Linked DNA regions of Zea mays: all the other regions are linked to region 1. The links are chromatin contacts, called in public Hi-C maps. All regions are on one chromosome and are shown on one strand. Each heading gives the region's core, a stretch centred on a gene start, on an enhancer-like site or on the middle of the called end of the contact. The rest is flanking DNA. Distances are from core to core; before and after follow the strand shown. Region 1 holds the start of LOC100285226. Region 2 holds the start of LOC100279373. Region 3 holds the start of LOC103653462 (agenet domain-containing protein / bromo-adjacent homology (BAH) domain-containing protein).

Region 1 (3,362 bases), core at 446-2,945:
CTCTCTGACTCACATACTACCTATTTATCCTCCTTTGGCATCAAGTACCAAAACTAAAAATGTAAGGCTTAGTCAGTGAGAAGGACGCTGACATGTTGATAGGGTGGTGTGTGAAGTTAGCACAAACTACTAGACACAAGGTGTATCATAAGAGTCACTATTTGTCCAAGGCTAAACGAGGGCAACCGAAGCTTGGTGAGTGATCAAAGTGGTGATCTCTAAAACTAATGTTGAAGTCAAAACCATAGGAGCAACCACAAACTGCTGGCACTATAGACTCTGAACTCATCATGTGGGACACTATAGGCGACAAGCTGATAGGAGGGCTTGTGCTAAGGAAGCCACAAATGCAGGCCCAAGTGCATGAGGTTCAGCTGCACAACCCCCCTAAATAATAATTTGTTATCCCTTACAATTATATTATTGAAAATCCATTACGGTAAAGAATTGGTCTCTTGAGTCAATCTTGTATGTCTCACACACATCCTTCCTAATTCTATGACATAAAAGCGTTCTAGAAGAGATTAGTAATTTAGAAAGGTCCTAGGGAGAAATATTCTAGATGGTTTTCTATATTATTCTATAATAGAATTCTAGCAAATAGGGGACATTGCGATAGATATGGTTCTTTATATATTCCATTGCTATATAATACATTATAACTCAAAATTATTGTAGTTTTTTCTTAGTGAGATAGGTCTCATTTTAGAGTTTGGTATAGGGCCCCGAAAATTGCTGGCACGACCTGCACAAATGAAGGAAGCCTCTTAATATGTACTGTGGAAGCTACTAGAACAAGAAGAGTTGGAGTCAGCGTATAGTGAGCTTGTCAGAGGTAATTGACAAGGTGCGAGTAGCTAAGACTATACGAGTAGTTTGAGTGATCTCCACTGTCGTTGTCGTCGAAGTTGAGACTGTCCCTGATGGTTGTCCTATTATTGTTGTAGCGAGGTGAACTGGAAAGGAAAAGCCATCCCAAACAACATATGTTAAGGCTATCTGCAGCAGATTGTGTAAAATGGGGGGTTTGCACTATAGATTACACTATTTAGAGCAACTCCGAGAGAAATCGTAAATCAACCCGAAAATCAATATTAGAGTAGCAAGTATTTTTCCTCGCTCCAACAACTCCCTCTTCCTTCTCCCAAAATATTCGTGCCCCGTATCTAGCTCATCCCTCCCTCATATTTTGGTGTAGCACACGACTCTTTTTTTGGTGCAGGCTGAGTCGTGCCGGCCCAATAAACAACTGAGGCAAACAAAGCCTAATAGCAATTGGATCATTTTTGGCCCATTTTTCTATTTTGACTCTTTGTTTAGGGAAATTGTTGGAGTACACATCATAATCTACTTCTAAAACTTTTTAGTATGCTCCCAATAATCAATTTTTAGAGAAATTTTTAAATATTTTTTTGAAGTTGTTTTTGTAAAGTGAAGTTTAAAATAAGGGATGAGATAAGATAGACACCTGACTTTGGAGCCCTCTTGACCATGTAGTTGGAGTCAAAAGACAATGACATGGGGTCCCACTACGCGCCTCGCCCGCGTGTCAGTTACTCGCAGCCCACCACGCCTTGCGCAAGAGGTGTTGGCGTGGGCCCTGGAGTCGCCGTGGCATTGAGCCATTGGCTCACTGACAATAGCCTCGCGCTCGCGTCCCGCTATAAAATATCCCCACGCTGCTTCGCCCTGCCCACCACAGCATCCGCAGTTCCCCGACCACACCGTTCCTCCGAGCCCAGGAGCAGCCCCGCGCCAGGAGGTTAGGGTTCCGATTTTTCTAGTTTTTTTTTAGAAATTAATCTTGCGTGCTGTGCTGCTTGATCTAGTTGCCTGTTCCTGGTACGGGAGATGCGGGAGTGCTGCGAGTTTTCTCCGCTTTTTTCTTATGTGATCTTTTTTCAAATGGTGTTCTGCGATGCGGCTAGATCCGCTTTGTCTCGAGTGCTGTTCGTTTGTTATGTTCGAGCTTGATCCGCGAGATCTGAGGTTTCGAGCGCACGGGGCGCGTAGATCCGCCTGATTCGGGATTAGTTTTGGCACATTGGCGAGATAACCGACTGCTGAGGACCTTTTGTGGGTAGCAACCGTGCCTATTACTGTTATCTGTTAGGGCTGTTTGGGTAGATTAGAAGGGGATTGAGGTGGAAATTAGTTTATTTCTCCCTAAATCCCCTCCATTCCCCTTCTAAGCAAACAAGCCTTTTTGATTGGTGATGCATCGTTGTTCAATTAAATTGTTAAATAAACTTACGGGCAGATCCGGTTGGTCCTTTTCAGTGATATGTTAGGCCAGTCTCCGCATGATTTTTTAATAGGCTGATAAGGTGCCATATATGTGCTTTTGATGATGTGGCAAGAGATGAAACCCTATCTTGGCACAATTATCAACTCTACGAGTCATGAAATTAAATGTCTATGCAATCATAGAATGAAACTTTTCATTGGGAGATGATGTTTCATTTAAGTTTTATTTCATTCTATATAATATATCAGTTTTGAAAAAAATGATTTGAAACTCCCCACTAAGATTCGCCTTAGGTAGTGTAAATAGGTTAGTTCTGTCTTATTCTCAATTTGGTTGATGGATTTGGGGATCACAACAGAACGAACAGATCATATTAGCTGCTTTTGTGGTGTCTGTTATTGTAATTTTTCAACCTGAACGTGAGTGCTGTAAGCTGTTGTTGGATTAGACGGCACTTCTTGGTGTGGATGTATTACTGGTTCAATGAGGTTTGTATGAGCCTCTCAGCAAGCTTATTAATAAGCTTGTTCTTAGCAAACATGAATGGGCTCAAGTCGAGTTTAGTGGCCAGCCATGTACCTTTCCCATATAATCATTTTAGTTGACATTTTGTATGTTTTTAGGCCATGACTTATCAGTTTCCTTCTGGTGCAGGAAGTTTGTTCTTTTAACAATATGTCGAGGGAGGAGAATGTTTACATGGCCAAGTTGGCTGAGCAGGCTGAAAGGTATGAGGAGATGGTTGAGTATATGGAGAAGGTGGCTAAGACTGTAGATGTGGAAGAGCTCACTGTTGAGGAGCGTAACCTTCTGTCTGTTGCATACAAGAATGTGATTGGGGCTCGCCGCGCTTCATGGCGCATTGTTTCTTCCATTGAACAAAAGGAGGAGTCCCGTAAGAACGAAGAGCATGTGAACCTTATCAAGGAATATCGTGGCAAGATCGAGGCTGAACTGAGCAATATCTGTGATGGAATCTTGAAGCTGCTTGACTCCCACCTAGTGCCTTCTTCTACTGCTGCTGAATCAAAGGTCTTCTACCTCAAGATGAAGGGTGACTATCACAGGTTGGGCTTGATGCAATGCGATATTATGATGTGCAATCGTATCTGTA
Region 2 (3,362 bases), core at 525-3,024, 300 kb before region 1:
ACTGAAACAGGGACAAAACTATCGACAGGTAATAACACGAGGGGGTTAAATTGTATCACCAAATACTCACAACAGTTCAGCAGCATACAAAATTCACTCAGCAAAGACCATTCGTGCTTGGATCAACTGAAGCTAAGATGAAGCAAATAAGGATAAAGGAGGATGTGCTTCGCAAAACTCAAATCAAAAGGATGGGAGCATGCCAATACCACAAAGACCAGCTGCATCAAATTCATTTCCACAGATTTGTATACACTTCCTAGGCTACATTGTTTTAGCTTGCACATTGTAGGTTGTTACAATCTGTAAGCTGGGGGGAAAGCAAATCGTTGGACTGTAAGAGTCTGGCCTATGGAGTGTTGCAATCAGAGATTCTGAGACATATTTATTTCAGCTTGTAAGTTGCACTCGCAAGATAAAACAAACAGGATTTTAGTAAGCACAGATAAAATTTATGTTTGCTCTCTAATACCACCATCTATGTACCCCCATGAGATTCTTGATGATAAATGTGCACCAAATTCAGATGTGGAGGACACCAAGTAAATCCTGATGCAAAGATCGTCTGAACAAACAAACATTGAAATATTCCCCTACAGGCAGCCAATGAGCCAAATGAACCCCCATTGCTTACCATGAGAGGTAATAAGATCACTATCCCCAATCCTGACAAGCTAAGATACACAAACACGACCACACAACAAATAACAAGTTCAGAGCAGAAATCACTTCAGTATTCATAAATTCACCCAAACGGCGACGAAATTCTCACCAAACAACATAAAGATGAGGTGAATTGTATCATCGAATCCTCATAACCGTGCAACAACATACCACTTTTATTTAACCAAGGCCATAGAGTGCCCAGATAAAGTACTGAAGTTAACACGGAATCAGGAAAGGAACAGGCGAAACGGTTGCGAAAAGAGAGACGGAATGGAGCTGGATCCTCAATGAAGCTTGTGCTTGTAGCGCGCAACCTCGGCGTCGTTGGGAAAGAATCCCATTAGGCGCCCGGCGGAGTTCTGGTAGGCGTACATGAACCCTCCCATGACCCCGATGAGGCCGCCCGTGACCATCGACGGGCCCCGGATCCCCGGCTTGATCCCTGCACGGCAAGCACGGGTCTGAGCTACCGATGGGGGTGAAGTGAGAGATAAGGTTTGGGAGGGTAGGCGAACCGGAGAGGTAGCCAACGGTGACGGAGACGGCGGAGATGGTGGAGAGGCGCATGTAGTCGAGCGCAGAGAAGTTGCCGACCACCTTGGTGAAGGCCGGGTTCCGATCCACCACCGGGTACTCCGGCTTAGTCGAGGCGGTGATGTCGGTGTTCATCGCGTGGAGCAAGGGAGACGGCAGATCCCTCCGGTGACGCTGGCTGCGGCGGCGGTGGAGACGGCAGAATTTGGTCGCCAGAAGCAGAGGAGCTGGATGCGAGTGTTGTGGCCTACGGGATAAGTCGTGGCCTCGTGGGCCTGCTCATCTCATTGCTCAGTAATAATAGAAGCCATGGGCCTAACGAAATAAGCAGGAATAGAGCCCATCTCTCAGAACATGGGCTAAAGCGCTGATGAGGGTAACTTCCGTCGATGGGCTAGATTGCTCACCTTTGTTAATGACGTAGGGGCCCGCAGCAAAATAAAGCCCGGTCCATGACAGCATCATCGGAGTTTCCAAAGCCATCCTCGCCTCGCTTTCTCCGCCCCTCCTCACTGGTTTGCATCCCCATATACCCAACCAGGACCAGCCAAAAGCCCACTCTCCTCCTCGCCTCCGCCTCCGACATCGAGCACTCCTCTTCAATGGCGACGGCCCCCGCACCCCTCTCGCTCTCCGCCTCCACCCTGCCCGCCCGGCTCCGTGCCGGAGTGGTACCGGCGGGCACACGGTGGAGGCAGCCGCGGCGCGGGCGGATGGTGGTGCGCGCCAAGATCCGGGAGATCTTCATGCCGGCGCTGAGCTCCACCATGACGGAGGGAAAGATCGTATCCTGGTCCGCGGGCGAGGGAGACCGCGTCTCCAAGGGCGATGCTGTTGTGGTCGTCGAGTCTGACAAGGCCGACATGGACGTCGAGACCTTCCACGACGGCATCGTGGCGGTGGTCCTCGTCCAGGCTGGCGAGTCAGCGCCGGTGGGCGCCCCCATTGCGCTGCTCGCGGAGTCGGAGGAGGAGGTTCCCCTCGCGCTCGCCAAGGCTCAGGAGCTCTCCAACGGGCAGCCGCAGCAGGCGCCTCCTGCTCCGACGGAGGATGCCGCAGCGGCGCCGCCCCCTCTTCCGGCTGCGACGACTGCTCCAGCGCCGGTGGCCGCGGGGACGAAGGGCATTACCAGCCCGCACGCTAAGAAGCTGGCTAAGCAGCACAGGGTGGACCTTGCCAAGATTACTGGCACCGGGCCGTACGGTCGAATTACGCCGGCAGATATTGAGGCGGCTGCCGGAATCAAGCCGAAGTCAGAGCCCACTCCTGCTGCTGCTGCTGCGCCACCACCTGTGGCCGCGCCTTCAGTTGGTGCTGTGCCTCAGGCAGCAGTGCTGCCGCCGGTTCCTGGCGCGACTGTTGTTCCATTCACTACCATGCAGGCTGCAGTGAGCAAGAACATGGTGGAGAGCCTGGCAGTGCCAGCATTCCGCGTTGGGTACCCCATTGTAACCGATAAGCTCGATGAGCTGTACGAAAAGGTGAGGATTTGGAGCAGGCATGACTGCACTTGAAGCTCCTTTGTTTTTCTTGCCCCGCTTCCTGATTACTATTGGGCTGATTTGATTTTGACAGGTTAAGCCAAAGGGAGTGACAATGACAGTGCTGTTGGCGAAGGCTGCAGCCATGGCTCTTGCACAGCACCCTGTTGTCAATAGTACCTGCAGGGATGGAAAGAGCTTCACATACAACAGTAATATCAACATTGCAGTGGCTGTGGCAATTGATGGTGGCCTTATTACACCTGTCCTTCAGGATGCAGACAAGGTATATAGTATCTTTGTGATAAATTTGGCTTCACTCCGGAGTTCGGAGTTTTAGCAAACAAGTTCACCAAACAGTTTGTTGAATGTTACACTGTAGCTGGATATTTATTTGCTCTCGCAAAATTGGAAGGACCTAGTCAAGAAAGCACGTGCAAAACAGCTCCAACCAAATGATTACAACTCTGGTATGGAACTCATGGGCTCATGGCATTGCATAGTGTATTAGGTTGTCTTTGAAAATCTCATGTGAACATGCTTACCTGAAGATTTTGTTATTTGCAGGGACTTTTACACTGTCCAACTTGGGTATGTTTGGTGTAGATCGGTTTGATGCAATCCTTCCACCTGGCCAGGTGGGCTTAAATCCTTTTCTTCCTAGACCATGTAAACTGTAAA
Region 3 (3,362 bases), core at 404-2,903, 280 kb before region 1:
CAAAACCAATTTTACTAAACAGAAACTCAGCCAATGAACAGCTAACGGAACACATGGAAATCCCAACAGCTAAGAGGCATAGATCTTGGTCTATCAAGAAGCAGTCTTCCTGAACATTAGAAAGAGAGGCGAAATGCACTAACTCAATTGCCGAACAAATTTAGTTAAACAAAAGGACATAGTGCAGGAATCCTCTAATGGTCTAACCGCAAAATGGAAAAAAAAACGATACGATTAAGACGGTTTTTCTTGCCAAACAGGCTAGACACGGCAGGAAATGGAAGTAATGTTTCGCAGCCGCGGCTCCCTCCAACAGCCAAATGGAAAATACGAGGAAGCAAAGACATCTTCTTGCCACATATGGCTAGCTCCTAGACACGGTGCCTCTTCTGGCCAAATAAGGTTAGACAAGCAAAGCATCGGTGTCTCCAGCCTTCCCCCGTTACAGAATCCCCAAACAGCGATTACGGTTTCCCTTGCCCAAATCAGGCTAGGCACAGCAGGAAATGAAAGCAAAGCATCCGCATACTTTAAACTAAACCTAATCACAACCCTAGGATTCCGTAGAGATATCGCGTCCATAGAACAGCAGATTCGCTGAGCGCGTCAAGATTGTATAAACAGAGATCATCCTCCCTGACATCAAATATGCAAGAAACCGTGGACTGCAGCGGGAAATGATCGAGACGCGCGCCGGAGCCCAAATCCAGACATGGAGCACATCTTCTTGCATATTTGACGGAGCACGCAAATATACTGGAAGAAATCCTTTGTCGCCGTATTAACAAATCAACCGACGGTCCGCCAAGGAATTCCAGACATGGAGCACGCAAATCAACCGAAAAAATTTGTAAATCCCAAAAGCTCTCATGTTTCACGGCGCAAAACGAATCCAAACACGCACTCACGCAGAGAAGCGGAGCAGAACATGAACCGCCTTCAATCGAACCAAAACCGGAGCGATTTGAAAGCAAAAGATAGCACCAAATCGAGCCAAAACAGGACCAAACGCGCCGAGCTCGGAATCATCCAAATCTACATCCAACTCCAGAAAGCACAACCCGGGTCCCGAACTCCCCGGCACAGAAATCTTACCAGAAACGAGGGAGGACAGCCAGTCCACGACCTCCCGTCTGGACCGCCACCTCCTCGGAGCGCCGCCGTCCGCCCCAGCAGCCGGCAGAGGCGACCGTGATGGCGACGGCGCGACGGCGACCGCCCCGGCGGCAGCCGCGAGCGCGCGGAGGAACCGCCCCTGCACGGCGTACGACATGTGACGCGGGCTCCGCTCCCGCCCAACCACCGCCAGCTGCTTCTCCTCGCTGTTGCCGCGGAGGTAGTAGTGCACGAGGCGGCTGCCGCGGTCGTTGGACACCACCACCTCCTCCCACTGCGTCCACCGCCCCCTCGCCGCCGCCAGGGCCGCTGTCGCTGCCTCGTCCATGGCCGCCGCAGTGGGACGCTAACCCTAGATGGGCTCGGCTTGGTCTCCGCGTGTGGTGCGTATCGCGTCGCGTCGGAAGAGGTGAGGCCTCGCACGAGGGAAGGTCAGATTTGGGGAGAGAATAATGTGGGGGTGGGCGAAGAGAGAGGACGGGGAGGGATTTGGTCTTATTCGGGGCGTGGTTAAGACATTAATAACTATGCGTAGATAGTTAAATTTTTAAATTGTCTTATGTTATATTAGCTGAAGCATATATTCATACATAAATTATATATCGTTTTATCATCAGTCGTACCTTCAGCTTTCGGCTCCATCTAGTTGAATAAATTTGGTTGTGGCCGTGGTCGTGTTTTACGACTGCGCCAGGGCAGGAAACGTGCACAGGTAGAGGAGCAGCAGCAGCGCGCTCAGCCTTAGTGCATGCACAGACGGCCGCCGCATCGTGTCTTTCACTGTGGATAGGCGACGGAGAAGGCGGCAGCAACGGACGCGTACGTGTCCCCAGGCTGCATGACGTAGGTGACGAGCGTCGTGGCGTTGTCGTCGACGGCCGGGCACTGACAGAAGACGGGAAATGTGACCATGGTGCCGACGTCGAGGTCGGTGGGCACCAGCGTGGGGTTCACGCGCTCCACGGCTTGGTACTGTGTGAGGTTGTGCAGCTTGGTGGTGGAGATGATCCAGTAGATGTCCCCGGGCCGATCTGGTATTGCATCGGCGCGTACGAGCTGGGGGACCAGGAGGGGCAGCCGCACTGGAGCGGCACGAGCAGCGGCTGCCCGTTGGCGGGCACGGTCGTGGTGGAGAGGTTGTTGGCGTGCGCGACCATGAAGCGGCTGACGGCGAAGAGGTCACCGATGGTCGTGAGATCGAGCGGCACGCCCGCGAAGCCGGCGCGGTAGAGCGCGTACACCTGGTACAGATACGTGCGGTTGGTGGGTCAGTGCTTGCATAGTGTTCTGCGGCTTGCATGCAGCTGCTGCGAATTGCATGCTTGCATGCAGTGGGAGGGTAGGTGGCGCATGCCACGCGCGATAAGGGGAGGCGGGAGCACGGCATGGTCTACGTTAGCTTCTTAATAGTTAGTAGAGATAGATATATAGTATTTTGTCTAGTCTAAATTATCGTTTTAATTCAAAGCAAACAAACCAGCTGATGTTACTAACGGTTGGTTTGAACGTTTTAAGCTTTTTGGAATACTGATCATATAGAAATTTCATACGAATAATTTTATTTTAAAAAAATACATGAAACAGAAAAAAAAATCCATATTCTAAAGTGGTCTTATATGTCCCCATAATTTACGGTGCAATATGTATGGCTTGATATTGATCTAAACAAGTTACGGAAGTTCTCTATTTTTTTATAGGAGGGTTAGTTCTGACCTCAAGTTTTCAAAACCTTAATATTATTGTTTTTTATAAAACCTAGCGCAATTTCTAAATTGTTAGTCTTTTGTGATCGTTGATGTACTAATTATAGAGACTAGTGAAAATATATGTGTGGCACGCATGTGATAAAAAAATATTATATATACAAGATGTTTATATATATCTATATAATATTATATACAAGATGTTTACATATACCTATATAATAACAAATTTGTTTGAATATTGTTTTACAATATAATTAGTTATGATACATATTTAAATTCTTCGTCGTGTTATTATAAAAGGTCTAAGTGGTAACTAATTAAATATATAAATAAATAAAGTGATCCAGACAATGACCTAAAATTACAAAGGACATGCTGTAGTAATAGGAAGGATACGAAATCTCTGTTCATGTGAACGACGTTGCAATTATTTATTTTTGCGCTAAAACGACTGATATGTTCCAATATTGTAAGCGCGGACAGATTATTAATTAGTTTAGCCATTTCACAAAGTAATGTTCGTGTAGGAAGTTTAAGTAT

Evidence for each region. A called contact is a pair of places that touch in the nucleus more often than the background predicts.
Region 2: a contact with region 1 is called in a Hi-C map of tassel, with 2.2 times the contacts expected there. The contact joins the promoter of LOC100279373 here to the promoter of LOC100285226 in region 1. A contact is called at or near these places in 3 of 25 Hi-C or Micro-C datasets (leaf and tassel).
Region 3: a contact with region 1 is called in a Hi-C map of ear, with 2.4 times the contacts expected there. The contact joins the promoter of LOC103653462 here to the promoter of LOC100285226 in region 1. A contact is called at or near these places in 2 of 25 Hi-C or Micro-C datasets (ear and tassel).

Annotation. Positions count from the first base shown.
Region 1 is chr4:84,864,598-84,867,959 of Zm-B73-REFERENCE-NAM-5.0, reverse strand. It overlaps LOC100285226, which reads left to right and starts at 1,695. Exons shown (of 6, transcript NM_001158120.1): 1 at 1,695-1,762; 2 at 2,903-3,315. The coding sequence starts at 2,924.
Region 2 is chr4:85,167,561-85,170,922 of Zm-B73-REFERENCE-NAM-5.0, reverse strand. It overlaps LOC100279373, which reads left to right and starts at 1,774. Exons shown (of 6, transcript NM_001152389.1): 1 at 1,774-2,681; 2 at 2,776-2,967; 3 at 3,064-3,151; 4 at 3,249-3,319. The coding sequence starts at 1,803. It overlaps LOC100275334, which reads right to left and starts at 1,409. Exons shown (of 2, transcript NM_001149431.2): 1 at 1,182-1,409; 2 at 713-1,108. The coding sequence starts at 1,335. The coding sequence ends at 951.
Region 3 is chr4:85,141,589-85,144,950 of Zm-B73-REFERENCE-NAM-5.0, reverse strand. LOC103653462 (agenet domain-containing protein / bromo-adjacent homology (BAH) domain-containing protein) reads right to left here and starts at 1,653. Exons shown (of 6, transcript XM_008680358.3): 1 at 1,096-1,653. The coding sequence starts at 1,444.